Regions from separate parts of the Mus musculus genome. Here all the other regions are linked to region 4. The links are chromatin contacts, called in public HiChIP or PLAC-seq maps. All regions are on one chromosome and are shown on one strand. The core of a region is the stretch at or near the end of the contact, and the rest is flanking DNA. Distances in the headings are between cores, read along the strand shown. Region 1 has its middle 29 kb from the start of Scd1. Region 2 has its middle 4.5 kb from the start of Gm35183. Region 3 holds the start of Scd4 (stearoyl-coenzyme A desaturase 4). Region 4 has its middle 32 kb from the start of Slf2. Region 5 has its middle 13 kb from the start of Mir5114.

Region 1 (5,925 bases), core at 727-3,226, 520 kb before region 4:
TGGCTAAAGTTTTCATTTTTTAAAAAGATGAATATGAAACCACTCTTCTCTTTCTCCTTTCCCTCCCTCCTTCTCCCCCGTCCCCCCTTTCCATGTCTTACAACTTAGCCCAGGCTAAGTAGTACAAAAAAGGGTGTACAAAAAAGATCCTTCTGGCTCTTATCTCCCCAGTGTTGGGACTCTTGATTCCTTTTGTCAGGATTTCATAGACATTTATTGAGTGAGGGGGGGAGGGGTGGATATGAGGGTGGGGCTTCCTTTGTCTTGGTAAGTAAGGAACTCTCAGGGAAAGAGTCTGACTAACCTAGGCGGTCAGAGGTCCATCTTCTTGCTAAGAGGGTCCAACCTGCAGCCCTTCTGCAAGCCCAGGATATGCTTCACACCTATTTCACACGGAGAACCCCAGGGGCCTGCTGCTTCCTGGCACAAAGGAAGAGGCCATTTGAATAAGCTAAATGCAGAAGGGAAAGAACAAACGTCACAAAGATACATTGTATCCACAGGCAGCTGTGTGAAAGCAGTCATCTGTGAAGAAAAAAAACCCAGCAGATCCCAGGGGACATTTTTTTTTCTCGCCACACCCAAGCCCTCACCATACTCTTGTAACCTCTTTGATCATAGAGAAGCAACACAGGAGTTTGGGCTGCCCTAGAGACCTACTTCAGACACAAAGGAAATTTTGGGACCAGATCTCATGGGTAGCAAGACTGAGAGGCAGTCATAAGACAAAGGTTCCTTCCAGCTAAGAGTCTAGAATTTCTCTCTCTCTCTTTCTCTCTTTTTCATTTTTATTTCCTTATTTTGGGTGTGTTTAGGGAGGGAGGCACATCGCAGAAGAAACTCAGGGCATCAGGGTTTGAGGCAGGAACCTTTTACCTTCTCTTGGGCCCAAATACTAGTACTTTAAGAAAAAAAAAGATTTATTTGTTTATTTTCTATATATGTGTACAGTGTAGCTGTCTTCAGCCACATCAGAAGAGGGCATCAGATCCCATCACAGATGGTTATGAGCCACCATGTGGTTGCTGGGAATTGAACTCAGAATCTCTGGAAGAACAGTCGGTGCTCTTAACCACTGAGCTATCTCTACAGCCCGAATTTCAGCACTTTAAAAATAGTATTTCAAGCCGGGCAGTGGTGGCACTTGCCTTTAATCCCAGCACTTGGAAGGCAGAGGAAGGTGGATCTTTGGGGCCAGCCTGGTCTACAGAGTGAGTTCCAGAACAGTCAGGGCTACATAGAATAATCCTGTCTGGAAAAAGCAAAAAAAAAAAAAAAAAATTTAATTTTAGAAGCAATTATAAAATTCTTACATAATTTTCTCTTTCTGCTTCCTCTCTCCGAACCCTCCCCTACGGCTTTCATTGCTCCCCTCAAATCCATGGCCTTTCCTCCCCAAGAATTGTTACTATGTATATGTATGTGTAATTGCACATAAATTCCTAAATTGAGCCTGCACAGTCTGTATGTTACTCATATATATGTTTTCAGGGCTGGCCATTTGGTGTTGGATAATCAATCAGAGTCTTTCTTGTGGAAATAGCAATGCTCAGAGAACACAAGATGACCAACTGTCCATCCACGTTAAATTCTGACACAGGGCTAGGGAGGTGACTCAAAAGCACCTGCCACCAAGCCTGACAACTGCTCCTACCCCATGCTCGCATGGTAGAAGAATGTCTGAAGTTGTCTTCGGAGATGCTTTTAAAAAAAGAAAAAAGAAAGACCTTTGACCCAGCTGGCATTGGCTGGGGTCACAGTGGAAACATTATCTTAACCTGGGCTTATGTTGGGTGTGGTCACAATGCCTATAAGATGTGTCAGTGAGCTTCACAGACAGAGAGAGGATTGACCAACACTCTAAGCGATTCATGTGATACCAGGCTGATGAGAAAGAGACACTCTAGACACCTGAGGCTAAGATCTTGAAGGGACACTTCAGTGGTTACACAGAGCAAGGGAAGGTGACAGGGCCAGGGGTGACAGGGCCAGCAGGAGAGCAGAGTGGAGTGAGAACAAAGAGCTCTGACAGAAGCCCAGGTCTCACAGGAACTGAGCAAGGGCTGGGGCGAGGCTCCCTCAGCAGCTCCAGCTGCAGTTCTGCCCCACCCCCACCCCACCCCCACCCTGTCCCCAGGGAGTCTCAGAGCCTGCACCAGCTGCAGGGGCCCTCACCCTTGGCATTCCACAGTGTCCTGAGCAGCTTCACTTTCTCCCTCTCAGTCAGGGGCTGAGGGAAGTGTCTGCCTCACCTTCAACTCTGCTCCTCATCCTGAGAGAGAAAAGGCAGCTCCTGCAGGGTCCCTCTGGCTCTCCTGGAAACTAAGTGCACAGTTGTAAAGGAGCCGCCCTGTGAACTCTGGAGAGAGAAACACTATAGCAGCTAAGCACAGGGATCCATGAGAATCTCTGCTTCCTGCTCCACAGGATGGCCCTATGCTGGATGCAAGTGAAACTTCCCCAGGGAGGAGGTCAGAGCATCCTTGCAGGGATGCAAATGCTGGCCTGGCTCCTCCTCAGGGAAGGAGCATCACCCTGAGGGGCTCTGTGTGCCCACCTGGCAGCAGGTGTGGATTCCAAGCTCAGCCTGCACACCTGTGTCCAGGGGATGACAGAGACTCTGGTGCACCTTTTTGTCTGTCCCATGCTAACCTTGAACATTGGAGGTAAGGGGGCATTATACGGGACATGCAAAAGCCAATCCAGAGAGGTTTCCATGGCGGATCTTGTCCTTACAGATGACGACATCAGGTGGTGTCACAAGCCTGCTCTGTGTAGACCTGGAGTTAAGAGTGTATCCCACAAAACCCTGGGGCAGAACCCACGGCTCTGCTCCTTACATGGGTTGGAAAAAATAATGCTCTTAACTGCTGAACTGTCTCTCTAGCACTCTCTCGGGAGGGAGAGAGAGAGAGAGAGAGAGAGAGAGAGAGGCAAAAGCAGAAGGGAATAAAAGATCATCACTGGATGAATCACAGAAAATTCCCTAGCTATGAAGAACAAGCATTTCCCCTTCTCAATGACTTTTTAATTAATTTATATATGGTGTATGTGTGTATGGGTGTGTGTGGGGGGGTATGTGTGTGTGTGTGTTTGCATACACATGTGCATGCAGGCAAATGTGAACAATGCATGGGTAGAGGTCAAAGAATAACTGGGTAATTTTCAGGTCTTGGTTCTTGTTAGCTTACAGACAATTCATTAGGCTACTCCAAGGAACCTAGTAACAGCTACCCAAAATTATAGAGCTGCCAAGTGTATAAGAGGGACTGCTTGGCTACCCCAGCTTACTTGTTTTCTTGCTCTCTCTCTCTTGCTCTCTCTCTCTCTCTCTCTCTCTGCCCCTACGTGTCCCTGGCCGGCCTCTCATGCTCTCTTCCTTTCTTCCTCTCTTTCTTTCTGTCCTTCTCCCCTCTATTCTCTGCCTCTATCCCTTTCCAGGTCACTTCCCTTCCCTTATACTAGGCCTGTCGCATGGCCTGATTCCTCAGGGGACACCTTGGCATAGGCCAGCTAAAGTCCTCCCTCCCACCACATTATAAAACGTAGCAAACACTCTTGATAATGGAATTTGTTCCAAACCAAGGCACAGCATCACACACTTTGGGAGAACTGGAATCCTACGGAAGTCTTTTTAAAACACTCTGTTTCTAAGAGGCTAATAAGAGGATGCACACTTCTTAATAAAGGAGCATGCAAGAAAAGAAGGGAACACAGTGACCCAGGGAAGAAATCCAACATACAGAGGAGAGGATGAACTGAGGGTACCTGGCTAAGTCTGAGCAGAAGAGAAGGCTGCAGGAAAGAACACTTGAGGTCACCGGGACTAACAGAATTCCTGATGTGACCAGATGTACTAGGAAGAGCTGCTGACAACTGATGCAGAGGTTGAATTGCTAAATATATAGAGAGGACCCAAAAGAAAAAGAAAAAAGAAAGAAAACAAACAACAATATCACAACAAGAACAACAAAAGCACACTGTTACTATAACCAAAGGAAATACAAAGTTACGTAAGAAAGAAATCATGGAGCGATTGCATGACTCCAGCGTGAGCAATATTTACATAGGTTTGTATAAACTCTGACTGTGGACACAGCCAAAGTTACAACAGATCTGCATGGAGAGGGTGAAGAAAATATTGTCTACAGGTGCCCATCATCATGCTAACGTAACAAAGAAAAGATGATCAATCAGACTGAAGAGAGGCTCACTGGCTGCTCTTCCAGAGGACTCAGGGTAAGCTCCCAGCAGCCTTTTGATGTTACACAACCACCTTTAACTCCAGTTCCAGGGGAACTAACACGCTCTTCTGGCCTCTATAGGCACTGCATGTACATGACACATATACATGTAGGCAAAATACCCACCCACATAAAAAGTAAGGAGGAAGAGGAGGAGGGGGGAGAGGAGGAGGGGGAGGAGAAGAAGGAGGAGGAGGAGAGATGGTCAATGTGGTGGAGTATTTGTGTAACACATACAAAGCTCTGGGTTCTGCAAGAAAGGAAGAAAAGAGAAAACCTCAGTTTTGATGGTTAGATGTGAATAAAATTATATATATAACACCTAAAATCACTAACTAGCCATATAGGCACATCACTTAGAAATACAGAGAAAACAGGTCATGGTGGCCATGGCTATAATCCTGGTGCCTGGGAACTAGAGGCAGAAGGACCAAGAGCTCATGTATCCTGAGCTGCATAAGTCCCTGCCTGAAAATCAAAGCAAACACACAAACACAGGGAGGAGGCCAGGGAGATAGCTCAGGCAGCAATTGCAACTAATTTACAAACAGGAGAACCTGAGTTCAAACCCCAAGTACCCTTGTCAAAGCCAGGTGTGGCTACATCGTGAGCTGTGGAAGGAGGAGCTTTACCAGGGATAAGAGGCACAGAGAATATAAGCACTGCTCACTTTTTATACGGAATATTATCCTTTACCTGTGAGATTTTAGAATACTTTCCTTTCTCGCTAGCTGCTCGACTGCCTCTTTGTAAAGTTGGCCTAGGATTTAAATTACTGAAGGAAGAGTGAAGGCCTGACCCTGGGCAACCGTGTGCTCATCCATCCCATTCCTGGCGTGGTACTCAAGGAAGAGGAATGGCTCATTTTAGATTAGTTCAAGTGTGGTGGTTTGGATAGATATGACCCCTATAGACTCAGATGTTTGAATGCTTGGCCCAGGGAGTGGCACTATTGGAAAGTGTGGCCTTGTTGGAGGAAGTGTGTCACTGTGGAGGTGGGCTTTGAGGTCACCTATGCTCAAGTTATGCCCAATGTGGCACAGGGTCTCTCCCTACTGCCTTTGAATAAAGATGGAGAACTTCCAACTCTGTCTCCAGCACCATGTCTGCCTGAATACCCTTGTGTTTCTCACCATGATGATAATGGACTGAACCTCTGAAACTGTAAGCCAACTCCAATGGAATGTTTGCCTTTATAAGAGTTGTAGTCATCATGTCTCTTGGCAGCAATAAAACCCTAATCATGACATCGAGACAAAGAGTTTCTGTTGTCCTTTGCTCTAGCAGGCAATTCTAATAAGAATTCCCTTATTCTCAATTAAATAAAAGTACAAAGGATAATTAGTATCTTAGAAGAAAGAATAGCCACTCAAAAAGCTCTCTTCAAAATAAGGATAGACAGGGGCCTGGAGAGATGGCTCAGTGATTAAAAGCACGTGCTGCTCTTCCAAAAGACCCGGGTTCAGGTCTCACCACCCTCATGGCAGCTCACAACTGTCTGTAACAGTTGTACAGATTCCAGTTGCAGGGAATCTGACACACCCACAGAGGCACAAATACCAATGCACATAAAATAAATCATTAGAAGAATACACAAAGTATTTTCATGACTAAATGTCAACCTAACGAACTCATAGGAGCACATAGCAACAGGGTAAAGACCAAAAAGTGTTACTTTTCT
Region 2 (5,878 bases), core at 1,124-3,623, 630 kb before region 4:
CACAAACTAAGCCCAAGACACCAGCACAAGGACCATCTTTTTAAATATTTATTTTATTTGTATTTTATGTGTGCGTGTTGCCTGCATATATAGAGTCAGATCCCCTGGAACTGGAGTTATAGATGGTTTACGAGGCACCGTGTGGATCCTGGGAATCGAACCTGGGTCTGCTAGAAGAGCATCCAGTGCATTTAACCACCGAGCCATCTCTCCAGTTTCCGGAACAGGTCATCTTAACAGTCAACAGGAGCAGGAGATTGAAGCTAACCAGCCATTGTTCTAATTTCCTACCATACTTTAACCTCCTGTACAGCTCTGAGCTCCTCAAATGCATCTTCCTCTGCCGGAGATGCCTCTTGGTGCCTATGGTCAGTAGTCAGTGAAGCGAGGCATAGATCTCTCAGGACTTCGCGTCTCTGTGACAAACTATGGGAAATGGCATGGGGTCCAATTCTACAACCTAGAGGTGACCCACAGTTTCTGTGGCAGTAACCAAGTGCTGAATCTTCAACACTGACCTTGGGGCAAATGCCATGGACTCCAGGATCAGAAATGAGACTCTGTTCTGGGATTGTTACAGGCAGTTGCCCCCACCCTTTCCACAGGGATTCTCAGGGCTTCTTCACGTTACTGGAGCTCATAAAGAGTATTGTGTGGTGTGCTGACTCACGCTGGCTGTGGGCCGAGGAGAAGCCTTGTCAGAAAGGACCAACAGGCCCTTTCCCCCTGTATTTCTCAAACAACAATGAATAGCCCAGGCCAGGCTGTAACAAACACCAGCCCCTGGAGAACAGGAGGGAACAGGATGGCGGCTGTAAAAGGTCACGTGTTTCCATGCTTCACTAAAGTGGAAAGTCACCATATAAAATAGAAAACCCAAAGTGAGCAATGAGAAGCCTTTCTTACGTTCACGACATAATGTAACCACTGTTACATTATAAAACATTTTCTTCTTTCTTCTTCTTCTTCTTCTTCCTCTTCCTCTTCCTCTTCCTCTTCCTCTTCTTCTTCTTCTTCTTCTTCTTCTTCTTCTTCTTTTGGTTTTTGGTTTTGGTTTTTGGTTTTTTTGGTTTTTGGTTTTTCAGGACAGAGTTTCTTTGTTGTAGCCTTCCTTGGCTGTCTTAGAACTAGCTCTGTCAATCAGACTGGCCACCAAGGCCCTCTACAACAGTTCATCACCCAAAACTCTTAAAACCATTTGCCAGTGACACCTAATCTTATCAGCCACAAGCCAACTTTTCCCCACCCTTAGCAAAAACAAAAAACAAAAAAAAACCAACGGTGCTGGCCTAGGAGGTACCCGCTTGCCTTGTACTTCAAGGATAGGGAGTTAAACAATTGATAACCCACATGTGCTACCACCCCCCACTCCCAGCAAGGTTTGCCAGGCAATCACCCAGTGTGTAGCATAAATCAGTGGTGTCAGGTTCAAAAGAAAACTCAAGACAGTTGGCCACCTGTGGTGCCTATTAGCATATCAAAGCGTCTGCTGATCTCGGGGCTCAGTGCCTGAGATTCCTCTCCGCTCTCTCCTGGCCCCTACCCTAAACTTCCCCAACTCTTGGGCTCCCCCGACCCCGACCCCAAGCTTCTCGTTCCTATATAACCCTGCTATTTTAGCCATTGTCCTCGTTGCCCTCTTGGGTCTTGGTCACCTTGGGTCCCTCTTTCTCTTGCTCTCCACTTTTCTCCCTCCTCGATGGCCTGGTTCTCTGCTGGCCATATTTAGTCTGCTCTGGACCCTTCCAGATGCCTCTGGCTGTATTCTCCCTCTAGAGTAAAGACTTTCTCCTCAACAATACCTTGGTGTCCCCATTTCATTCAAGTAATACTCCACTCCTTGGTATTGCCTACTAAGCACTTAAAGTGTCTACCTCAGCCAGTTCATCGACGGATCAACAACTGAGCTGGCTCCACCTTTTGGCAAGTGTAAAAAGCGCTGCAAATATTTGCGCACCAATATTTGGGTATCTGCTTTGGTTCGATTTGTGTACATATCCAGGATTAATTTGTTTGTATGTAATAAACTATTTAACTTTCTGTGGGGTCACCTCAGGCATACCTGTAACCCCAGCAAAACTACCGTCCTTCCGGTCCTTCAGCACTTAGTGCTGAGCGAATGCCCCATTAAAGCCCTCAGAGCATCCCGGGGAGGAGGGCAGCGACTGCGCGATAGGCCGCATCGCTGCCCTACCGCAGGCGGTGCTCACACTCCTACCCTGGCCCTCAGCCAGCCCACACCCAGGTCAACACTGGGAGCCGCCCGAGTCGCGGCCCATCACTCAGAGCCCCCAGGGTCACACCCGTCCACTCGGCCCACAGCGCCTGACTCCGCACAGCCAATCAGCAGCCGCGCTGCGACTCTGCCCGAGTCCGCGCCCATCAGGAGGCGCCGCCTCTGGTTCGGGAGGTGCCCCTGCATCTTGCGGTCGCCCTCCTGTTTGGAGCTGAGGGAGTTTCTAAGGGATGCTGTAACTACCCTCCACCCCCGCCCCCCAGTCCTCCCTCTCCGCCAGGGAGGAACGCAGAGACCTTGGGTGTGGGCTCTGGTCCTCCGCTGCGTTGGAGGTCGCGGGAGCAGACTAAACAGGGCAGGGCAAGGCGGTCACGTAGGAGGCAGAGTGCCACCTCAGCAAAGCATACGGAAGACTGGGTCGTGAAAGCATGAGAGAAAGCAAGCCAGCCAAGTGTTCCAGAGCGTTCCAGGCTGATGTCACCGGGGATGAAAGATTCGAATGCTTGCAGCTCAACTTAGCTACAGCTAGCCCCTGGCGCGCGCGCGCGCGCGCGCGTGTGTGTGTGTGTGTGTGTGTGTGTGTGAGAGAGAGAGAGAGAGAGAGAGAGAGAGAGAGAGAGAGAGAGAGAGAGAGAGAGAGAGACTCAGTCTTCCAAGCGCTGGGACTGCAGAAGGGCTTCTACTTAAGTCATGCTGTTACGTGGGTGCCATCTCCCCAGGCCCACTTACCTGGGTTTATAAAGCGAGCTAGTAACACTCAAATACAAGATGACGGTGTGGCTTTCCCTTTGCCTTAACATATACGCCATACCCTTGGTATACGCCACAACCTTGAAAATTAGTTCTTAATTTAGAATCCTCACACCAGTCAGACTTCTAGGACCAAAAGTAGTGGGCACAACCCCCACCCCCATCCTCATCCCCAAACTTTAGCCCTTTCCAGAAGGAAGTTTCCCTGAAGCTCATTAGCAATCCCCTTTCAGTAAACGTGCATCTTCACTGAATGTGGAGTTGAACACCACATACCAGGCTGTCTCTCTCTCTCCGTGTGGGTGTTCTCGCTTTACCACACTCCAGCTCCGGCACCAAGAAGTCCCCTGAAGAGGCCTGTCACCAGCATACACTGTGGGACCCAATTTAAGGCACCTCTGTCCACCAACATAAAGATATGTGTGTGTGTGTGTATACATATATATGTATGTATATATGTGTATATGTGTATATATACATACATACATACACACACACACACACACACCTTGCTTATTTCTTACTCAGTTTCATTTGGATTGTTCTTATGGAGAGATTTTTCTCAGCCAAGGCTCCCTCCTCTCCGATGATTCTAGCTTGTGTCAAGGTGACATAAAACTAGTGACACACAGGAGGGAAAGAGTGATATTGATTTACTTGTGTGTGTGTTTTTAAAGATTTATTTATTATTATACATAAGTACACTTTAGCTGTGTTCAGATGCACCAGAAGAGGGTGTCAGATCTCATTATGGGTGGTTGTGAGCCACCATGTGGTTGTTGGGATTTGAACTCAGGACCTTCGGAAGAGCAGTGGGTACTCTTAACCACTGAGCCATCTCTCCAGCCCCTGTGTGTGTGTTTTAATACTAAGTGTAGAATTTAGGTTTTCACACAGGCTAAACAGGCACTGTGTCACTGAACTATATCTCCAAGCTTTTTGTTTGTTTATTAATTATAAGACAGGGTCTAAGTTGTCCAGGCTAGTCTTGACTTTGCAATCTTTCTACTTCAGTCTGACTGCTTATTTTCCAGCCCCACCACACATGTGTTGGTGTAACTACAAATGAGTTTTTTTTTTTTAATTACATTTCCTTGGGGCTGGAGAAGGTAGCTCAGTGGTTAAGGTCTTGGCATTGTATCTTGTAGTAATGTCAGAAGCTACAGCCGTAAACTCTTACCAAGGTGACAGCCCAAACAAGAGCTGAGCAACAACAATAGGCATGCTAATGTGGACAGAGGGAAAGTCCATGAGGCCTCAACCCTACACACACACACTCACACACATACATACACATACACACACACACACACATACATACACACACACACTCACACACACATACATACACACACACACACACATACATACACACACACTCACACACACACTCACACACACACATACATACACACTCACACACACACATACATACACACACACTCACACTCACACACATACATACACACACACTCACACACACACACACACACACACACACACACACACACACACACACACGAGGCAAGAAAGAAATGCTGAGAGCAGTGAAAATCCTCCCCCCCAGGGAGGAGCAGACCAATTGGTTTTAATACCAGCCAGCCCTGAAAATACACAAGTAACATGATTTAGAGTGAGCAGATTGTATTTATGTACATAGAGAAAAATGATCTTTTTATATTATAATCTCAAAAAAATAATTTTTAAAAGGAAGTGATTTAATTTGTCCCTGAAAACAAGGCTTTCCATCACTTGCATTTAATTTTTTGTATATCATCTGGTATCAGTATTTCAGAAGCAAAGAGAGTAAGAAGTTAAATATGTTTTTTTCCATCCCCCTTCTATATCCATAAGTAAAATGCAGGAAAAAATTCGTTTTCATTGTGCTTCTGCTCAGTGTAATTAGGTTGACATTGCAGTCTTATGACCTTAGGGGCTTAGCATCTAAGGGGTAAATCCATGCTAATTTTTAAACTTGTACTTCTGTTGTAAGCAACGCTGACAATTATGAAGACATTTCTGCTCACAGTTATGAGTTGACTGTGTGAAATGTAGAGAGATGTGTTTATGTCTTTCCACGTGTCCGAATTTATTGGACAGAGATGCACGCTAAGTCTTTTTTTTTTTTTTAATTTATTTATTTATTATATGTAAGTACACTGTAGTTTTCTTCAGACACACCAGAAGAGGGCATCAGATCTTGTTACAGATGGTTGTGAGCCACCATGTGGTTGCTGGGATTTGAACTCTGAACCTTCGGAAGAACAGTCGGGTGCTCTTACCCACTGAGCCATCTCACCAGCCCCGCTAAGTCATTTTTGTTGCCTGTAACTCACCAGAAAAATCCTCATTTCACTTGATAGTCTGGCCACTGACAATCACAGATTTTTTTTTCTATTGTCATCTTAATTACTAACATTAAGTCTCAGATCCCACATTGCACTACACAGTAAGATATAAGTTACAGAATAACAGCGAAGCAGTTAGAGAGGGTAGGGTGTTCAAAGCAACTGTGATAAAGATGGAGTCAAGGTCTGATAGAATCTCGAGAAAATGTCCCTACAGGGTACCAGGAAATGCAGAGCTGTTCAGGATTCATCTAAGTGAATTCAAGTGGACCACTTTAAGCGGGGAAGATGTTGCTGAGTTGAAAGCCTGGGATACAGTTGAGAGTCTGTTGCCTGTGATACTGGGCTGCACACACCAAATGGTCTGATGGCAGGTTGATGGGTGCCAGCGATGTCCTGTGGGTTTATACGTGAGGTATCTCTCCTATTAAGTGGTCTCGGTGAAAGGATATATCCTTTGTTGGTCTGGTGTGTCCGATAGCTTCATAGACCTGGTCTTTCTGGTATGGTTTTCATCTGCCAATGTATCTGTATGTTCCTGACT
Region 3 (5,261 bases), core at 1,992-4,491, 570 kb before region 4:
TGAGGTCCTGCTCTTTTTACAGACCCTGGATCATTTTAGTTCAGTGTTCTTGAAAAGGAAGGATGTTGATTGTAAAGATCTTTCAAAACGTACACATGCAGGCTCTAGGTTCAAGTGTTCTGTTCCCTCACTGAGAGCATCCCTCAGTGTGTGAGAATTTTTAGCTTAGACCTTTGTGTAAATATGATGAAAACGGATTTTGTTTGTTGTTGTTTTGAGATAGATTCTCAACTCTGTAGCTCTGACTGGCTGGGGACTCATTGAGTAGACCAGGCTGGCCTCAAAGTCATAGAAACCCAACTGCCTCTGCCTCCCAAGTGCTGAAAAGGATTTTAATTTTTGTTTTTGAAACAGAGTCTGGCTTCATCACCCAGGATGTCCTCAAGTTGGTCATCCTCCTTCAGCCTCCCAAATGCTGGGATTAGGCCTGACGACATGTGAGACTGAATTGTCTGACCTATTTGCCCATCATCTATCTCCAACTGTGTGTTGGAGTGTCGGAAGGCTCTTTCCTTAAAACAAAACCCATGAAATCCCCAGCTACTCTAGCTGAGGCAGAGGGGTTCGATGTTCCAAGCCAGCCTGAGCTACATAGTGAAACCTTTCAAGAAACAACCCAGGGCTGAGAAATGTAGCTCAGTGGTACAGCACTTGCCTGGTATGTACCAGGTTATGAATTTGATCCCCCATAGAGCCAAAAGTACACAAAAACAAGACACAAAAATCTGCCCTGACGAAAGTCACTGAAGAAAACAGTTTCTTGGGAGCGGAAATCTCTGGATGATAGATGCACACATTTGATCTTATTGGGTGCCGATAGATTGTTCTTTAGAACAGTTGGGCAACTTCCAGGCTCATAAGTGCCCTTCGAGTCTCCATTTCTCTGCTTCCTAGCCAGCCGTAGATAATGCCATGCCTACTTTTACAACTGCAGTAGGGGGTTCCTCTAGCTCGCATTTACGAATTTCATTTCAAGCAAATCACAGTCCCCACTGGTCCCTTCTCAGATCCCGTAACTTATCTCTCTTCTGGGAAGTGATCACTGAATAATTAATGTCTGTAAGAAATTCTATAATGCACTAGAGAAACCAAGGAAAGGTCAGGCAGGGCTCCTGCCATGAGGAGGCTTATGGTTTACCCGTGAGATGGACTTGCAAACTGGTTTTTGGTTTTTTGGTTTTTTTGGTTTTTTGGTTTTTTGGTTTTTTGGTTTTTTTGTTTTTTTTTGGTTTTTTGGTTTTTTGGTTTTTTGGTTTTTTGTTTTTTTTGGTTTTTTTTGGTTTTTTGGTTTTTTGGTTTTTTGGTTTTTTGGTTTTTTGGTTTTTTGGTTTTTTGGTTTTTTGGTTTTTTGGTTTTTTGGTTTTTTGGTTTTTTGGTTTTTTGGTTTTTTGGTTTTTTGGTTTTTTGGTTTTTTGGTTTTTTGGTTTTTTTGGTTTTTTTGGTTTTTTGGTTTTTGGTTTGTTTTTCCAGACAAGGTTTCTGTCTATAGTCCTGGCTGTCCTGGAACTTGCTTGGTAGACCAGGCTGGCCTCAAACTCATAGAGATCCACCTGCCTCTGCCTCCCAAGTGCTGGGATGAAAAATGTACACCACCATGCCCAGTGCAAACAAGTCTCAATATGGCTGTTAAAATAAAATTGTGGGGTCAAAGCAAAGCAAAGTATGTGGGGAGCCAAAAGGACTGTGGGGTCCCTCGCTGTTTGATAAGAGGGGAAGAGGATGGAGAGGCCAAGGAAGCTTTCACAGAGGGACAAGTTGGTCATGCTTGCCCTCATATAGTCTCCTTTGTGTGTGTGTGGGGGGGAAGTGTACAGGGGAGATGTCTATCTCAGGAGACCCTAGTGAATGCAAATCCCTGCAGTTTGAGCTTCCTCATCCTGCTGTGAATCTACTGAAGACGGCCTGTGAAGTCATTTTGTCTTGGGACTCTAGGCCAGCATCGCTTTCCGAGCAGGGTTTGAGCCTGGGCTCTGGCATCTTGCCTACTATGATCAGTTTCTAGCTCTGTGAGTCACTGGCTCCTGGGACCACAGACAAATTATCTGAGCTCTCTATATCTCAACTTCCTTCTCCTTAAAAACCACAGGTCATGGGTCACGGGGAGACTTTTTAAAAAGTTAGTATTAGCTTTTTTTTTTTTTTTTTAAAGTCATTCCATACCAGCTCAGTCTTCTTATTTCACAGGCAAACCTTTGCACCTCTGCTGCCTGTAAACGCCTGTCTGAGGTTCCCACTTTTTCCTTATAGAAGACTCCCAATTCCCAACCTGATGGGAGAATCTTCAGACCTCCCTGCCTGCAGCAGATGTTCCGGGGGCAGGAACATAGGGAAGTAATTAAATGCTAATGTCTGGAGGTGGTTATCCCCTGTGAAACGAGTCCTATGACTGAGCGTGGGCTCAGACACTCAGCCCTGTGCGTGTGACTGTGTGTGTGAGCTGGTCAGAGCATTCTGCGATTCTGCTGAACATCCTGGGCAGGTGGGTGGGGAAGAGCCGCCACTGGCTTGAGATGCTAAGTAAGAAGGCGGGCTATGCACCTGCTCTTGTCTCGAGATCTGGGGGTGGAGGCCAGTCCACCCCCCCTTACCCCCACCACACCTGATGAGTGGAAAGAGAAGGTGGAATTGTGGTGGACACTGATGAGCTGTCCCCACTGTGCAACTGCCCCAGTGTGACACATTTGCCAAGCACCTGTGTTAGTCCTGGGCTTGAACTTGACTCTCACCCCCCAGATTCACTCTTTTCCCACTTTGTGGACATTTTCTACCCTCTATGAAGCTTGAGAACTGGACCCCAGATTCCTCCAGTCATGATGCTGGCAGAGACCCAGGGTCCACAGAGATGAAACCGAGGAGGTTGGCACAGAGGGCTGTCTGCCAGCGAGATAGCAGATTTCTGGATGCCAGAGCCAGGAAGACAAGAGAGTAACAAATTCCTCTGCTCAGAGCTTGCCAGAGTGCTGAGAATACTCCATCTGTCTAGGAATGGGGACAAAGGTGGCTCTCTCTTAGTGTGTGCAGCATCCCATAGCCTTGCCTTAGGTGAATGTGGGCTTTGCTGGCTGTCCTCCCCTCTCTCGCCTTCAGTCTTTATCTCCTCATGGGGCTGCCTTGACTAGCCAGCTCTGAATTCTTTATCCCTTGTTGGCAGTCATGAAGCACATCTGAACAAATACCAGACACAGTCACCAAGTGCCAGCTCTACATACCCTTTAAATCCTGTGCCTGGAAACAACAACACACAGCAGAACTGACTGGTGACACCTGCACAGTTAGCCGGGCATCAACGCAGTACACACAGCGCACAGTGGGCTCTGGACTCAACGCTTCACCGATCCTCAGTCGCTGCAGACCTGGACCTTGCTCTCTCTGCCTTCACAAGAGGATCTAGGCTTCCAAGGAGCAAGATGACGGCCCACTTGCCACAAGAGGTCAGCTTTTCATCAATGACCCCCTCCCTCTAGCACAGGATCTTTGGTACCAGGTGGGACTGTGCTGACTGGAGAGAGGCCAGAGCTGAGAGCTACAGAGACATCTCAGATATCTTATTAGATTTGTATGACCTTCAAGTGAGGGATGTGGCAGTCATGTTGCCAGTTGACTTTAAAGGAAAGAAAGCTCCCGTCCAGCCAATACCTTTCTGCATGCACATGCATTTTCCTTTGTATGTTGCTTGAGGTATGAATGTTTGATCCCCGTCCCTGCCCCTTCACTGTGAGGTTTGATTGTCAACACATTCTAGGTAGTTTCTGGGAAGTTTTCTCTGCTTCATCTAGCACATCTGTACTCTGTCTTCCTATGATCAGGGCACTGGGGTTTCTGCCTCTACTGCCTTGGCTGTATTACAGGAGGACCCCCCCCTTGCTGTCCTATGTATCTGCTTTTGACTTTCACTTCCTCCCGTTGAAGATCTCCAGCAGGTGTAGCACTACCAACATCATGGAACCCCACTCCCGGAGACAGCAGGATGGAGAAGAGAAGATGCCCCTCCAGGCAGAAGATATCCGGCCTGAAATAAAAGATGATCTGTATGACCCCAGCTACCAGGATGAGGAGGGACCCCCGCCCAAGCTGGAGTACGTCTGGAGGAACATCATCTTCATGGCCCTGCTGCACGTGGGAGCCCTGTACGGGATCACACTGGTTCCCTCCTGCAAGGTCTACACCTGGCTCTTGGGTAATCTCCAAACCCTCCGCCCTGGGCCAGCACCCCATGTCTCCCCCGCCCCCAACTCTTTAATAAGGTAGACTCTGATTCTGAAAAGTAGCCGCTCTCTGTCCAGATTTTTCAAGTTTTCTCTCCACTTTCTGAGATACTGATAACTAGACGGGGAACAGAGCCTCGTGGGATTGGGGTACAAGAGTGTCAGATCTGGGGGGTTCTTTAGCTTGGATGCTAAAGTCTATAAAAGGTGGAGGGATAACTGTATGACAAAGGATTGACAGTCTCCTAAAGAGCTTTTCCGTCCAAAAAGCTTTCTGACTTAGCATTGCCTGCCACAGGAAAACTAGAGCCCTTGCTGAGAGGCATGGGGGCTTAATGAGGGGGTATTTGCTTAGTCGGGAGACAGAGTAAAGTAAGACTATCCAGAGGGGATCGCTGGAGAAGAAGGAATAAAATGGGATTACCAACAAAAAATATTTGTATGTGATTCTGACCAGGACAGGCTTGTTTGCCCCAGAGAAAGATGAGGCAGGTTCCCACACGGTCCAAGTACACTGGTGTAGAGTTCTGCTGCTCCAGGTCCGTCCTGTCAGTTAGCAAGATGTTCTTAAAATGACAAAAATAGAGGGGGAGGGGGGTTTCAGAATTGGGTGACATTCCATTCATTCCCTGGCCAGCCAGTTCCTGCTCTTGTCTCTGGATACCATGTAGGACAAAGGGCCCAGAACCTTCTGCTCTTTCCTCTCTACCTCCACCTCCCCTTGCCCAAAATAGCCAGGCTCAGAGACTGAGAAACCCTGGCCTTCAGACTGTTGTAACAAGAAAGAAGGTTGCCACTGTGTCTCTTCCCTAGCTCAGCAACTTGGGGATCTGTGCGTATGTGCTGATGCAGGGCTGGCCCCTGGACCCACATGTGTGCTTTCAGGTAGATTCGCCTCTGACTCCCAATTCTTAAATCAGGGAGAGAGGAGCAGGCCAGGGCCCCTTGCTACCTTCTGAGGAACGATGAGCCAGAGATCACTCTCTGGAAGGCAGAAGACTTTCTGGTAGCTGCCTCTAGAAGGTAGTGATGTAGAAGTTGGCTGCTGGTGTTGGC
Region 4 (5,188 bases), core at 720-3,219:
TTTGACCTTGACAGAACCAAAGTCATCCAAGTCGAAATTAAGATAACAGAGATAGAAACCCTCAGCTGAGCCAAGCCGTAGTGAAGCACGCCTTTAATCCCAGTTCTCAGGAGGCAGAGGCAGAGGCATCCTGGTCTACAGAGCAAGTTCAGGATACCCAGAGCTACACAGAGAAACACAAACCCTGTCTCAAAAAGAGAAAGCGAGAGAGCGAGAGAGAAGAGAAGAGAAGAGAAGAGAAGAGAAGAGAAGAGAAGAGAAGAGAAGAGAAGAGAAGAGGACCTCTGTCCTAAGGCAATTGGTTTTCCCCATACTCCAGTTTCAGAAATGATATCTGTTGCACTTGGTGACTATAATAGTCTGACACATCCTGGCTTTCCCTGTATTGCTGATGTTACGGTGCGGGGAGTGGGGCAGGATAGAGGAGGCTCAGGGAAAACCTAAAAGATCTGCACAGCCTCACACAGAACTCCACAATGTCAGGTGGGAGACTTGTAAGGTCTTTGTCCCCCATTCTTTTCTGCCTCAAATACAGAACCAAGGTCAGACCTGAAGTGACTTGGCCAAGGTCCCATAGTCAGTGGCAGAGCTAGAAGGGGGACCCAAGGTAACCAGCCTTTGACTCCTGGTTCTTTACAAAACTCTGCTATCTTCTACATCCCGCTTATGTCAAAGAGTATGGTGTCCTTCGCCAAGTCGCTGCAGCCACCACAGCCCCCAGGCTGACCTTCCCTCCCACCAAGGAGGACAAGCTTGTTCTCTCTAGAGCAAGATTGGTCTCTTTCCCCAAGGCCAATGCACTGGCGCTCCCCCAGGGCCTGGAAGAGGGAATACACGTTGGGAGAAGCATTTGAACTTTCTCTTCTACTCCAGGGAGATAGCAGAGGCTGACCATTCTTTATCTATTTGGAGGACAAGGAGTGAAGGGGAGGCAGAGCATCTCAAGGACTTGCTGTATCTTCAGAGAGTCCCAGTAATGTTGTCCCTTGATCGCTGTGAATGTGTTTATACCAAAAACACTTCAAATAACCTTTACTCTGTGTCAGTATTCTTCTAAGCATATTACGGATTCATTTGCTAATTATATTTTATGTAAATGTAAGCTGGGCATGGTGGCACATGTCTGTAATACTATCATATAGGAGGCAGAGGCAGGAGTGTCAGGAGTTCAAGGTATGCCTTAAACTACCTAGGAAGTCCCAGGCCAACCCTGGCCCCATGGCAGAAATAACTAGTATGTGTGCATCAAACCATTCTGTCCCCTGGAACTCAGTGTGTGTGGGCCTGTGAAGGGGGCTGGGGACAGAGGACAATGACAGGCCTCCTATTCTATCACTCTCTAACTTACTCCCTGAGACAGGATCTCTCTCTCTCACTGAGACTAACTGCTGGGCTGGGGGCCAGAAAGCCCCAGTGAGGGCCTGGAGAGCTACCTCAGGAGAGGAGAGTGCTTTCTACTTTTGCAGGGTTCAATTTGCAGCACCCACAAATGTAGTTCAATTTCAGGGGCTCTGATGCCTCTGGGTTGGATGTCTTCACCTGCTTCAGAGTCTTCAGCTGCTCTCCGCAGGCAGGAACATGGTGCATGGTCATCCTCGCAGGCAATCGCTCACACAAGCACACCTCCGCAATCTTCCTGTTTCTTCCCCATACACATACCTGGGGTGCTGGGGTTGCATCGGTGCTATGGGTGGCTTTTTTCCTGTGGGTTCTGCATATTTGAAACCATCAGTCTCCCCAACCCAATCTGGCCCCCTCTTTTAACCTTAGATTCTCTTTGCCTCTTGTTCTTGTGCCTGGAATACATTTGCATCTCTTCCGTGGGTGTTTATTGTCAGTTTGCTTCCTAGACTAAAATATTGACCCTGCAGAGATGGGGTGAGGGAAATTCCCTCTGCCTCCACGTTAGCCTGATGGATAAGAGCCAGAGGGTTTGGCTTTCAGTTCCTGCTCAACCAGATCCTAGCTGTGAGGCCTGGGGCAAGCTGTTTACACTCTGACTCAGTGGGACTAATAACAGTATCTACTTCAGAAGAGTACGAGGCTTTAGTAACTTAATCAAATGATATAGAATTACTTTATAAATTAATATTTAATCTCAATCCTCCTGTCTCAGCCTCCCTACTGATCAGATTTCACAAGAGTGCTCCCCCTCCCCCATGCCTTTGTGAAATTTTTAGACCTCACATGAAAGAATGGGGGGGAGGGGGCTTGAGGCTCCTGGCTGATGACAGCATGAGCTATCCAAGAGGGGGGGTGGGCGCTGAAAGCTGTTGCTCTAACAGGCAAGTAAGAATGTCTCAGGTAATAGCCCTCTCAAGAATGTGTGACATCCTGGGGCTGGAGTGTGAACCTCGACCTCTCTTAGGGCCAGATAAGGCAGATAACTTGTGTTCTGTGGATTTCCTCTCTCGATGCAAAGTGCCCCAGAGAAAGACTGAAGTTCAGAGTTCGTTTTCTGTCCTGCTAAGCCTCCAAAGGCCTGGTGGGAAAATATCTACATAGCAGGCTTTGGAAAGGCACATTCCCACGGCCTGGGAATCTTCTCTTTACAGCCAGTACAAGGACTGGGGGCTTCCTGTGATAGGGAGGAAGATTCTAAACATTCCAAAGAGATATGATGTCCTTTGAGTCAGCACAACTCTTGTTTACCACAATCTGGGTCACCCCTGCCCTTGGCTTCTTTGAAGAGCATGTTTCTGCTTGAGATAGGCAGCCCGGACCACAGATAGCTCCCATACCATCCCTATTTAGAGGCTTTCTGCCGGGCTCTGGGAGCTAGGGGTGAGGGGTGTGGTGCCAAGAACCCACGGCCCCCTGGCTCCCTCCCACACAGCAGCCCGCACTGACATCTCTGAGGCCTTTGATTAAAGAGACAAGTGACTTTGCCCATTCTATTGATCAGAATAAATTACTAGGAACTAATTTATGGGCCTCCCCACGGCCGATGACATGGTGGATTGTGCGCTATTGGTCAGTAAATTGGATTGTCAGGCTAGATTATTGGTTCGTATACAGTTATCTCTCATAGCAATATCAGGCAGCTCAGGTAGAGGAGTGAAATCCTTTCTCTGCTGCCAGCCTGCCAGGATGTCAGGCAGGAGGCCTTCTCCTTGGCTGCTGGGGAAGGGCGGGGAGGGGAGAGGAGGAGAGGGGAGGAGAGTTGAGCGAGGCCTCTGTGCAGGATGCTTATTAATTAGTGCAGCATCACAGCATTAAAAGAACATTAGTGTGGAATCGTCTGCAGAGTGATGGGGAAATGACATTGTGGGCCTCCTCCTGATTCTCCAGCTATGGCTCTGTTGGGTAGAAGCAGGGAGGGGGTTGATGAGCAGACAGGGGGATGGGAAAGATAAAGGGTGAGGGGCAAAAAGGGCCACGGGGAGGGGAAGGGAGAGGAAAGGCCATATTTGCTGGGAGTTGCAAGCAGAGCGGATCTGCTAAGTGCCAGCGTCGCTGAGCCACGCTGGGGAAATGGAGCTGCCGTTCTGCTCAGTACATCACAGCCAACGATGAAAAGTTCTGGAGCTGGGATTTCTCAGGCAATTTGGCCAGTGATGCATGGGGCAGTAGATCCTCGCGCACTCTTCCGTGCTTCTGCCAAGCCAGCAATAACAAAAACTTATTTTTTGCCAGGGAAACGGATATGAGTCAGGCAGGCCCATCAGGAGTAAGGGGGGCTTTACCACGCCACTGCGATTTGTACCGCTCCACTGTTTCCCCGAGCTCTAAAGACCTGCCAGGAGGAGACAAAGGCGAGACAATTTCGAGTTCATAGTCCTGTGTCCTCGAAGCATAACAGCGTGCCATAGATGGGGACATTCTGGGCCTGTGGGTTGCAAAGTCAGCGGTCTTTCCTTCGAGCCCACTGAGGAGGGGGGAAGTGGGGTGAGGGGGGTGAGCTGGGGTGCAGCTACAGATTCCCGGAAAAGGTTCACCCCCAACTCCAACCTCCCAAAAGCATGGCAGAAGGAGCCCAGAGTGCAAGAAGGGACCGGAAGAGGATGACAAGCAGGAAGGAATTTGGAGTATCAATCTAGCCATGATTAATGAAAGCATTACTATTTCCAGTTAAGACCATCTGTGCCCTCTCATCATCACGGACTGCCAGGGTCTTTCCCACCCACCCAGACCCTGAGCTATCCAGTCCCTGAAGGGTGGGATTGGAAACCCCACTTAGCTCCCTCCCTCCCTCCCTCCCTCTCCTTCTCCCTCCCTTTCCCCCTCCCCTCCTCTCTTCATGAGCCCTGAGGAGGCCTGTACCTCCTCTGAGGCATGATCAGGAACACAAGCAACCTGTTCCCTGAGCTTCAGGCCCCAGGGCAAACAGTCCTGACTTTAGCTATCACTCATTGGACACTGCCAGTGACCCAGTAAGTAAACTCCCCGTGGGGCAGAGACCCAGGGTTCCCAGCTTGCTTGAGCTACCCCCCACACACACACCCGCCCCCCAAAAATGCCCGGAGGAGGTCTCATTAGTAGCTACAAAGACATCAATATATTTCCTCTTCTTGGTGCTGTTCAGCATGCTGATTTGAGAGAAGAGACTCACACCTTGAACTGAAAATATTCTACACATTCCAAAAGGTACAGGCTTCAAAGGTGAAAACCCCTGGCTAAGCCTCTGGGTGTCTTTTATGCCTACCCCCATCACTCTGCTCTCTGGAAGTTAAACTGTGGTGCCTGAAGAGATGGCACACTGGGTAACCGCTCCCGCTGCCAAGCCCGATGACCTGAGTTTGCTCCCCAGGACCCACACAGTAGAAGAGGTCCAACTCCCACAAGCTATTCTCTGACTTCTACACCTGCACTGTGTACCTCCTCAAGACACACAGAGAGAGAGAGAGATGTATATATGTGTGTGTGTGTGTGTGTGTGTGTGTGTGTGTGTGTGTGTGTGTACATGAGTGAGTGTACACACGTACACATTAAAAACTAAATAGATGTCATTTTTATTTAAATTAAATTGTGGCCCTTGGCTATTTCCATACGAGTTCCTACCCTAACTTAATTGTTCTCCCATTCTACTCTCTGGGGACAAACATGAAGCCAAAGAGGAGAGGCCCTCTATGTCAGAAGAAACAGGACTAGATCCAGCCTGGGACAGTGCCACATCCTCTCTTCTGGCTCTGCTAGGTCTCAGCTTTCATTACAGCAATCCTATGGAAATGAGTCTACCCAGACCCAG
Region 5 (5,860 bases), core at 291-2,790, 580 kb before region 4:
GTCATGGAACCCAGCACATAGGCAGCACCACCCGCCAAAATGAAAACAAAGATCTAATTCATCAAAGGCCATAGCTCTGGGAAGTCTGTAAATGTACTAGCCTTGCTTTTTGGCTTCTGTAGTTCCCCTTCTGGCTAACTGTTCTTGCTAAATGTGTCAAACAAAGACATGTTTTGTATTGTGTGTGTGTGTGTGTGTGTGTGTGTGTGTGTGTGTGCTTAAAAGCTTGCCCTGAGAGAGCTGAAGAGATGGAACAGCAGTTCAGAGCATTGACCGCTTTGCCCAAGGTTCTAAGTTCAATTCCCAGCAACCACATGGTGGCTCACAGTCATCTGTAATGGGATCCGATGCCCTCTTCTGGTGTGTCTGAAGACAGCTACAGTGTACTCATATTAAAAAAAAAAAATACAAAAAAAATGCCATAAGCCGGGCGTAGTGGCGCACGCCTTTAATCCCAGCACTTGGGAGGCAGAGGCAGGCAGATTTCTGAGTTCGAGGCCAGCCTGGTCTACAGAGTGAGTTCCAGGACAGCCAGGGCTACACAGAGAAACCCTGTCTCGAAAAACCAAAAAAATAAATAAATAAATAAATAAAATAATAATAATAATAATAATAATTAAAAACAAACATCTCACCCCGAGAAAGGCTCAAGTCTGTAAGTACCAGCCAGCTAATAGACTTTCTACTGGCTTAAATCTGTGTCTAAGTCATTTCTTTGATTTATCTTCTTTGATCGATTCCTAACATTTTCACACTGGCACAAATCAGTTTTTAACTCCTCATTATGATTAACAGTCCATTGTATTTATGGGGAGCAGTTGAGTTGTCCCCCCCTTTCGGCTTCTATGAATAGTATGCTCTGCACATTTGTGTGTGTATATTCTAGCATTTGCTCTCTGTCGATTTGTGTACACAGGAATGGGATTTCTTCTGTAATAATTCTGTTTAACTTTTTTTTTTTTTGAGTAAACAGTTTTCAACAGCAGTAATGGACAGTGTCACCCACCCTTCACCATAACATTTCTCCTTTTTTTTTTCTTTTTTCTTTCTGCTTTCGGGGAAGGCCAGACCCCATGGAGTAAAGTAGAAGCTCTGCTTCCAGTAGCAAGATTGCTTTAGCCAAAGCCTCAAACCGTGCCTCCAACCTCGCCATTTCCAGGAGCAGGCAGTGTGGCTACCTCCCTGGATCACTAACGCACCTCCCACCCCACTGCGGCCAAACACACATACACAGCCCTGTGACATCATAAATTACTGTCCTGGTGACCGTACATGGAGCCCTACCAAACTCCAACTCAGGTTAAGCTGAGTGCCTGAAATAGAAGCAACATGCAACGCTCTTCCTCCAGTCCTGGCCCTCTGCCAGTGCCTGCCCGGGAGAGGTCCAGCTAGGGTGAGGAAAAGCAAGGGTCAGGCGTGCGGGCCCCTCCCGGGGTTACTCTGGGTTAGCATTGGCCCCAGATTCACTCGCGTTCACCAGGCCCAAAGCGCCTGACCCCTCGCAGCCAATCAGCGGCCTCACCGGGCTCTGCACGCATCGCTCCAATCAGGATGCGCTGCTCCTGAAGCTAGCCGGTGTACCTTGCAGTCACAGATGGAGGCTAGCCCAGTCCCTGACCTCACAACCCCCCCCCCCCCCCCCGCCTCCGCTCCCCGGACCTTGAATGTGGGCTCTGGTCGCCAGCTTTCGCCAAGGAAGGGGGTGGGGGTGTGTGCTGGCAAAGCAGCGCACGTTTTTTTTTGTTTTTTTGTTTTGTTTTTTTCCATCTACGTAGTGCAAACGCTTATGGAGGAGGAGGCAGAGCTAGGACTTAGCAAAACAGACCTCAGATTGGGTCATGGTGTAGAGGAGAGCACTCCGAAAAGCACAGCATTAATGTGATCAGGAACTTTCCAGGCTGATGTCAGCAGGCATGAAGGGGCGTGGAGTGGGCAGTGGGAGGAGAAAATGCAGGGGAGGCGGTGAGAGTCTGGAAATCTCGATATTTAAGAAACTTACTGTGATAGCAGAGGGGACCACAGGGGCTGGAAGCCTTATTCCAGGCTTTGAAAAGACTCCGATGGGGGCATGGGGAAGGAAAAGGAAGGACACATCTGAAAAGTATTTTTGGAGCAGAGTAGACATTCAGATGCTGGAATGGTGAAGTGGATGCAGGGTGGGAGGGGCACCCATGACAGGCTTTTAGCTCGAGTCGCTCTGCAGGGGCAGCCTCTGCACCAACTTAAAATAAGAAGCTTGAAACAAAGCAGGCTTGGACTGGGAGCGGGAAGTTAGTATTTAACACGGGAGTGGGAGTTGTACAAAGTTTGCTGGGATTAAAGGCAGTAATCACCACACATAATCTTAACGTGCCCTTAAATGTGGCTTGCAAGAATTGCATTGAGAATTTTTTTTTTCTGTCTCCATGTTCATCAGGGGAAAAAACGGCTGACAATTTTCTTTTTTAAAAATGTGTGTGCTCTGAACCAGTTTTTATATCAAGGTAATGCAGACTTGGCAGGGTGAACTTGGTAGTGTTCTGTATACCATATGAAACAGTTTAAGGAGCTTGGTTATTACCTCTTCCTTAAAGATTTGATAAAACTCGGCAACGAGTCAGTCTGGTGCTACATTTTGACTTTTGGGGAAACTTTTGGTTACTGTCTCAGTCTTGTTGACTTTTTAAAAAAATGATTTTAGAGCTTTATTATAGAAAGACAGGGGGAAAGAGAGAAGGTAGAAAAGAGAGAGAAGAAAGGCTAGAGAATAAAGAGGGAGAGAGAGGAGAGGAGAAGACAAAAAGAGAGAGGAGTGAGGAGTAAGAGCCGTCTTGTTGATTGTTATGAATCCATTTTAATCGTTTATGTCCTTTTGGCTTGATTTTGTGAGTCCTCTATGACTAGGAGTTTATTTATTTCTTCAATGCCTGCTAATGTATTGCCAATGATCATGGAACTGAAGATGGTTAAAAACTACTTTAGAATGTTAGGAAGTGAAGCTAGTGCACACCTTTCATTCCAGCACTCGGGAGGCTGAGCAAGGTGGAGTTCTGAGTTCGAGGCCAGCCTGGTCTACAGAGCGAGTAAAATAAATAAAAAAGACTGTTAGGAAGTTAAAAGCTATTTAAGGAGCACGTGGGAAGAATGAGTGAATGGGATGAAGACAGTGGGTAGAGAAAGGGAAAGACTAGAGAGACAATGGATGAAAGAAGGAGAAAGAAGAGGAGGGAGAGGCTGTTGAGGGAAAAGAGCAGGAGACTGGGGAAAAAATAAAGAGAAAGAACAAACACAAAGACGACCCAACAGTATAAAAAGGTGTTGCCCTTTAAAGATTTAATTCACATTAATTTTACGTATATGGATGCTTTGCCTGCGTGTATGTCTGTACCTGGTGCTCAAAGAGGCAGAAGAAGCTGTCAGATCATCTGGAATTGGAGTTACAGATGGTTGTGAACTGCCATGTGGGCACTGGGGATCAAACCCTCTACAAAAGAAACAAGTGCTCTTAACAGCTGAGCTATCTCCCTGGCCCCTAAAAGAAGCGTGGGTGGGGGTGGGTGGGTGGGGCATGAAGTAGATAAATGTCAAAGGGGGGAATAAGACTTAAAAACAAAAACCCAGGGGCTGGAGAGATGGCTCACTGGTTAAGGGCACTGACTGCTCTTCCAGAGATCCTGAGTTCAATTCCCAGCAACCACATGGTAGCTCCCAACCATCTGTAATGGGATCTGATGTCCTCTTCTGGTGTGGATACAAACCACAGCAGTGAGAACGGTGCCTGCCTTTGTGCCTTCCAGACCTCCTGCATACTGACCACCCTGATGGAAGGGTGCAGCTGTAAGTGTCATGCACACTCCTTGAACTTTTGGCTTCTGTGGCAGTTAGCGGCAGAGGATTGACTCCAGAGAGGCAGAGGATCAACTCCAGAGACTTACCCACCCGCTGGCCTCAAGCTCAGAGCTATTAAGCTCCAGGGTCATTCTATGTGGCAGAGAACTGCGTCCAGCCACCCATCCTTTCTCTATGTAATTTGAGCTTAGTTTCCTCTGGCCCCCTTGCTTCTGCACAACTGCCTCATGTTCCTGTGGCAGGCCAAACATTGAGGTCCCCTGAGCTGTGGGGGACTCCTGATCTCAAGACTCTAGAGTAGCTCGGTTTCAAATAAATTACCCATTAAAATGATGCCTGATGCTCCTATCTAGTTCATATGTGCTGAGAGAGAGAGAGAGAGGGAAGGGGAGGGGGAGGGGGAGGGGGAGGGGGAGGGGGAGGGGGAGGGGGAGGGAGAGGGGGAGGGGGAGGGGGAGGGGGAGGGGGAGGGGGAGGGAGAGGGAGGGGAAGAGGGAGAGAATGGGATTACTCTTTACCTGACTGAGAGAGGAGTCCACAGCTGGATTGGAGGCCTGAGAGAGCTGTGGGTTTGTCTTGGGGGTAGAACTGCCGGCCTCTCCTTGTCAGGGCCATCTGGTTTACCTTTTGAAGGCTACTTCCGTTTTTCAGCCCACTGCTGGGGAACCTGTGCACTTGAGGTGTGTCTGACTCGCTGGTGCGCTCCCTTTTCTTCTCTGATATCCTTCCTGGATGTCTGGTTTTGGTTTTTTTTTTTTTTTTTTTCGAGACAGGGTTTCTTTGTATAGCCCTGGCTGTCCTGGAGCTCACTTTGTAGACCAAGCTGGCCTCGAATTCAGAAATCTGCCTGCCTCTGCTTCCTGAGTGCTGGGATTAAAGGCGTGCACCACCACTCCCGGCTCTTCCTGGATGTCTGAAGCACCCCCCTCCCCCTTCTTTGGAATAGCATCTATTGCCAAAGATCAGCCTAGGCTTGGAGAGGGGTTCTGAGGAAAGTGTGTTTGGGGGTGGCAAGAGAAATCACTTGAAGTTGATCATGGGGTACAAGCTGATAGGCCTGTGTTCTGCTGGAGACAGCTCTCTAGAGATCTCCAGACAGCTCAGTTCCTGTTAGAAAAATTCTAAAAGGGCTGTTCTCTCTGAGTAGTTCTCTCTTGCAGGCCAAAGCCTGGTCTGTTATTTATATATCAATTGAATCATTTGCCCAGGTTCCCTTTTGATTGTCTCATAAATCAGCATTTTTACAACCTTAGCCCATTGATTCTTAAAGAAGACAGCAAGCACACTTTTAAAAAAAGATTTATTTATTTTATGTATATGAGTACACTGTAGCTGTGCTGATGGTTGTGAGCCATCATGTGGTGGCTGGGAATTTGAATTCAGGATCTCTGCTCACTCTGGTCAGCCCTCTGGCTTAAAGATTTATTTATTATCATATGTAAGTACAGTGTAGCTGTCTTCAGAAGCACAAGGAGAGGGCATCAGATCTCATTATAGATGGTTGTGGTTGCTGGAATTTGAACTCAGGACCTTTGGAAGAGCAGTCGGTGCTCTTAACCTCTGAGCCACCTCTCCAGCCCAAGTGCTCTTAACTGCTGAGCCATCTCTCTAGCCCTTGAAGATTATTTATTTATTTTATATGAGAGTATGCTGTAGCTCTTTTCAGACACACTAGAATATATGGACACACACATGTACTGATGTGTGTGTGTGTGTGTGTGTGTGTGTGTGTGTGTGTATCAGCACATGCAATACTCAAGATGTCCAGAAGAGGGCATATGATCCTCTGGAACTGGAGTTAAAGACTTTCCTGTGGGTTTTGGGAACCCAGCTGCAGTTCTTTCCAAGAGCAACAATTACTCTTAACCACTGAGCCATCTCTCCAGCCTCACCATCATGATTTTAAATAAATCAGCTTAAATTGTCTTTATGATCTAGAATAGTTATACCTAAAGTGTGTAGGCATACTTGATGCCCACTAATGATGGTCTATTTCCTAGCAATGTTATAGATGGAATTCAGGGTCCAGCAC

The links. HiChIP or PLAC-seq counts read pairs in DNA pulled down with a chosen protein or histone mark.
Region 1: a contact with region 4 is called in a FOXA1 HiChIP or PLAC-seq map of pancreatic cancer cells. The contact joins two enhancer-like sites. A contact is called at or near these places in 1 of 15 datasets of contacts at CTCF or cohesin (embryonic stem cells), 28 of 484 Hi-C or Micro-C datasets (the AtT-20 cell line, B cells, the C10 cell line and 15 more), 4 of 115 datasets of contacts at active chromatin or transcription factors (embryonic stem cells, extraembryonic endoderm stem cells and pancreatic cancer cells) and 1 of 9 other capture datasets (embryonic stem cells).
Region 2: an HNF4G HiChIP or PLAC-seq map of pancreatic cancer cells shows a contact between it and region 4. The contact joins two enhancer-like sites. A contact is called at or near these places in 1 of 115 datasets of contacts at active chromatin or transcription factors (pancreatic cancer cells) and 1 of 9 other capture datasets (embryonic stem cells).
Region 3: a contact with region 4 is called in a FOXA1 HiChIP or PLAC-seq map of pancreatic cancer cells. The contact joins the promoter of Scd4 here to the enhancer-like site in region 4. A contact is called at or near these places in 6 of 39 promoter capture datasets (the 3T3-L1 cell line, frontonasal cranial neural crest, hippocampal neurons and 2 more), 1 of 484 Hi-C or Micro-C datasets (B cells), 1 of 115 datasets of contacts at active chromatin or transcription factors (pancreatic cancer cells) and 1 of 9 other capture datasets (embryonic stem cells).
Region 5: an H3K27ac HiChIP or PLAC-seq map of extraembryonic endoderm stem cells shows a contact between it and region 4, with 2.6 times the contacts expected there. The contact joins two enhancer-like sites. A contact is called at or near these places in 6 of 39 promoter capture datasets (the 3T3-L1 cell line, 3T3-L1-derived adipocytes, the HPC-7 cell line and 3 more), 2 of 115 datasets of contacts at active chromatin or transcription factors (extraembryonic endoderm stem cells and pancreatic cancer cells) and 1 of 9 other capture datasets (embryonic stem cells).

What each region holds. Positions count from the first base shown.
Region 1 is chr19:44,376,190-44,382,114 of GRCm38.p6, forward strand. No RefSeq gene overlaps it. Among named protein-coding and RNA genes, the nearest start is that of Scd1, 29 kb to the right of the region's middle. Within about 2 kb of position 1,977, at least 65 of the 459 cell types and tissues checked have an H3K27ac peak or open chromatin away from gene starts, as enhancers often do. A contact at or near this core is called in extraembryonic endoderm stem cells and pancreatic cancer cells, where this site is marked.
Region 2 is chr19:44,264,773-44,270,650 of GRCm38.p6, forward strand. No RefSeq gene overlaps it. Among named protein-coding and RNA genes, the nearest start is that of Gm35183, 4.5 kb to the right of the region's middle. Within about 2 kb of position 2,374, at least 306 of the 459 cell types and tissues checked have an H3K27ac peak or open chromatin away from gene starts, as enhancers often do. A contact at or near this core is called in pancreatic cancer cells, where this site is marked.
Region 3 is chr19:44,330,085-44,335,345 of GRCm38.p6, forward strand. It overlaps Scd4 (stearoyl-coenzyme A desaturase 4), which reads left to right and starts at 3,242. Exons shown (of 6, transcript NM_183216.3): 1 at 3,242-3,431; 2 at 3,910-4,177. The coding sequence starts at 3,408.
Region 4 is chr19:44,896,937-44,902,124 of GRCm38.p6, forward strand. No RefSeq gene overlaps it. Among named protein-coding and RNA genes, the nearest start is that of Slf2, 32 kb to the right of the region's middle. Within about 2 kb of position 1,970, at least 39 of the 459 cell types and tissues checked have an H3K27ac peak or open chromatin away from gene starts, as enhancers often do. A contact at or near this core is called in extraembryonic endoderm stem cells, liver and pancreatic cancer cells, where this site is marked.
Region 5 is chr19:44,313,156-44,319,015 of GRCm38.p6, forward strand. No RefSeq gene overlaps it. Among named protein-coding and RNA genes, the nearest start is that of Mir5114, 13 kb to the left of the region's middle. Within about 2 kb of position 1,541, at least 328 of the 459 cell types and tissues checked have an H3K27ac peak or open chromatin away from gene starts, as enhancers often do. A contact at or near this core is called in extraembryonic endoderm stem cells, liver and pancreatic cancer cells, where this site is marked.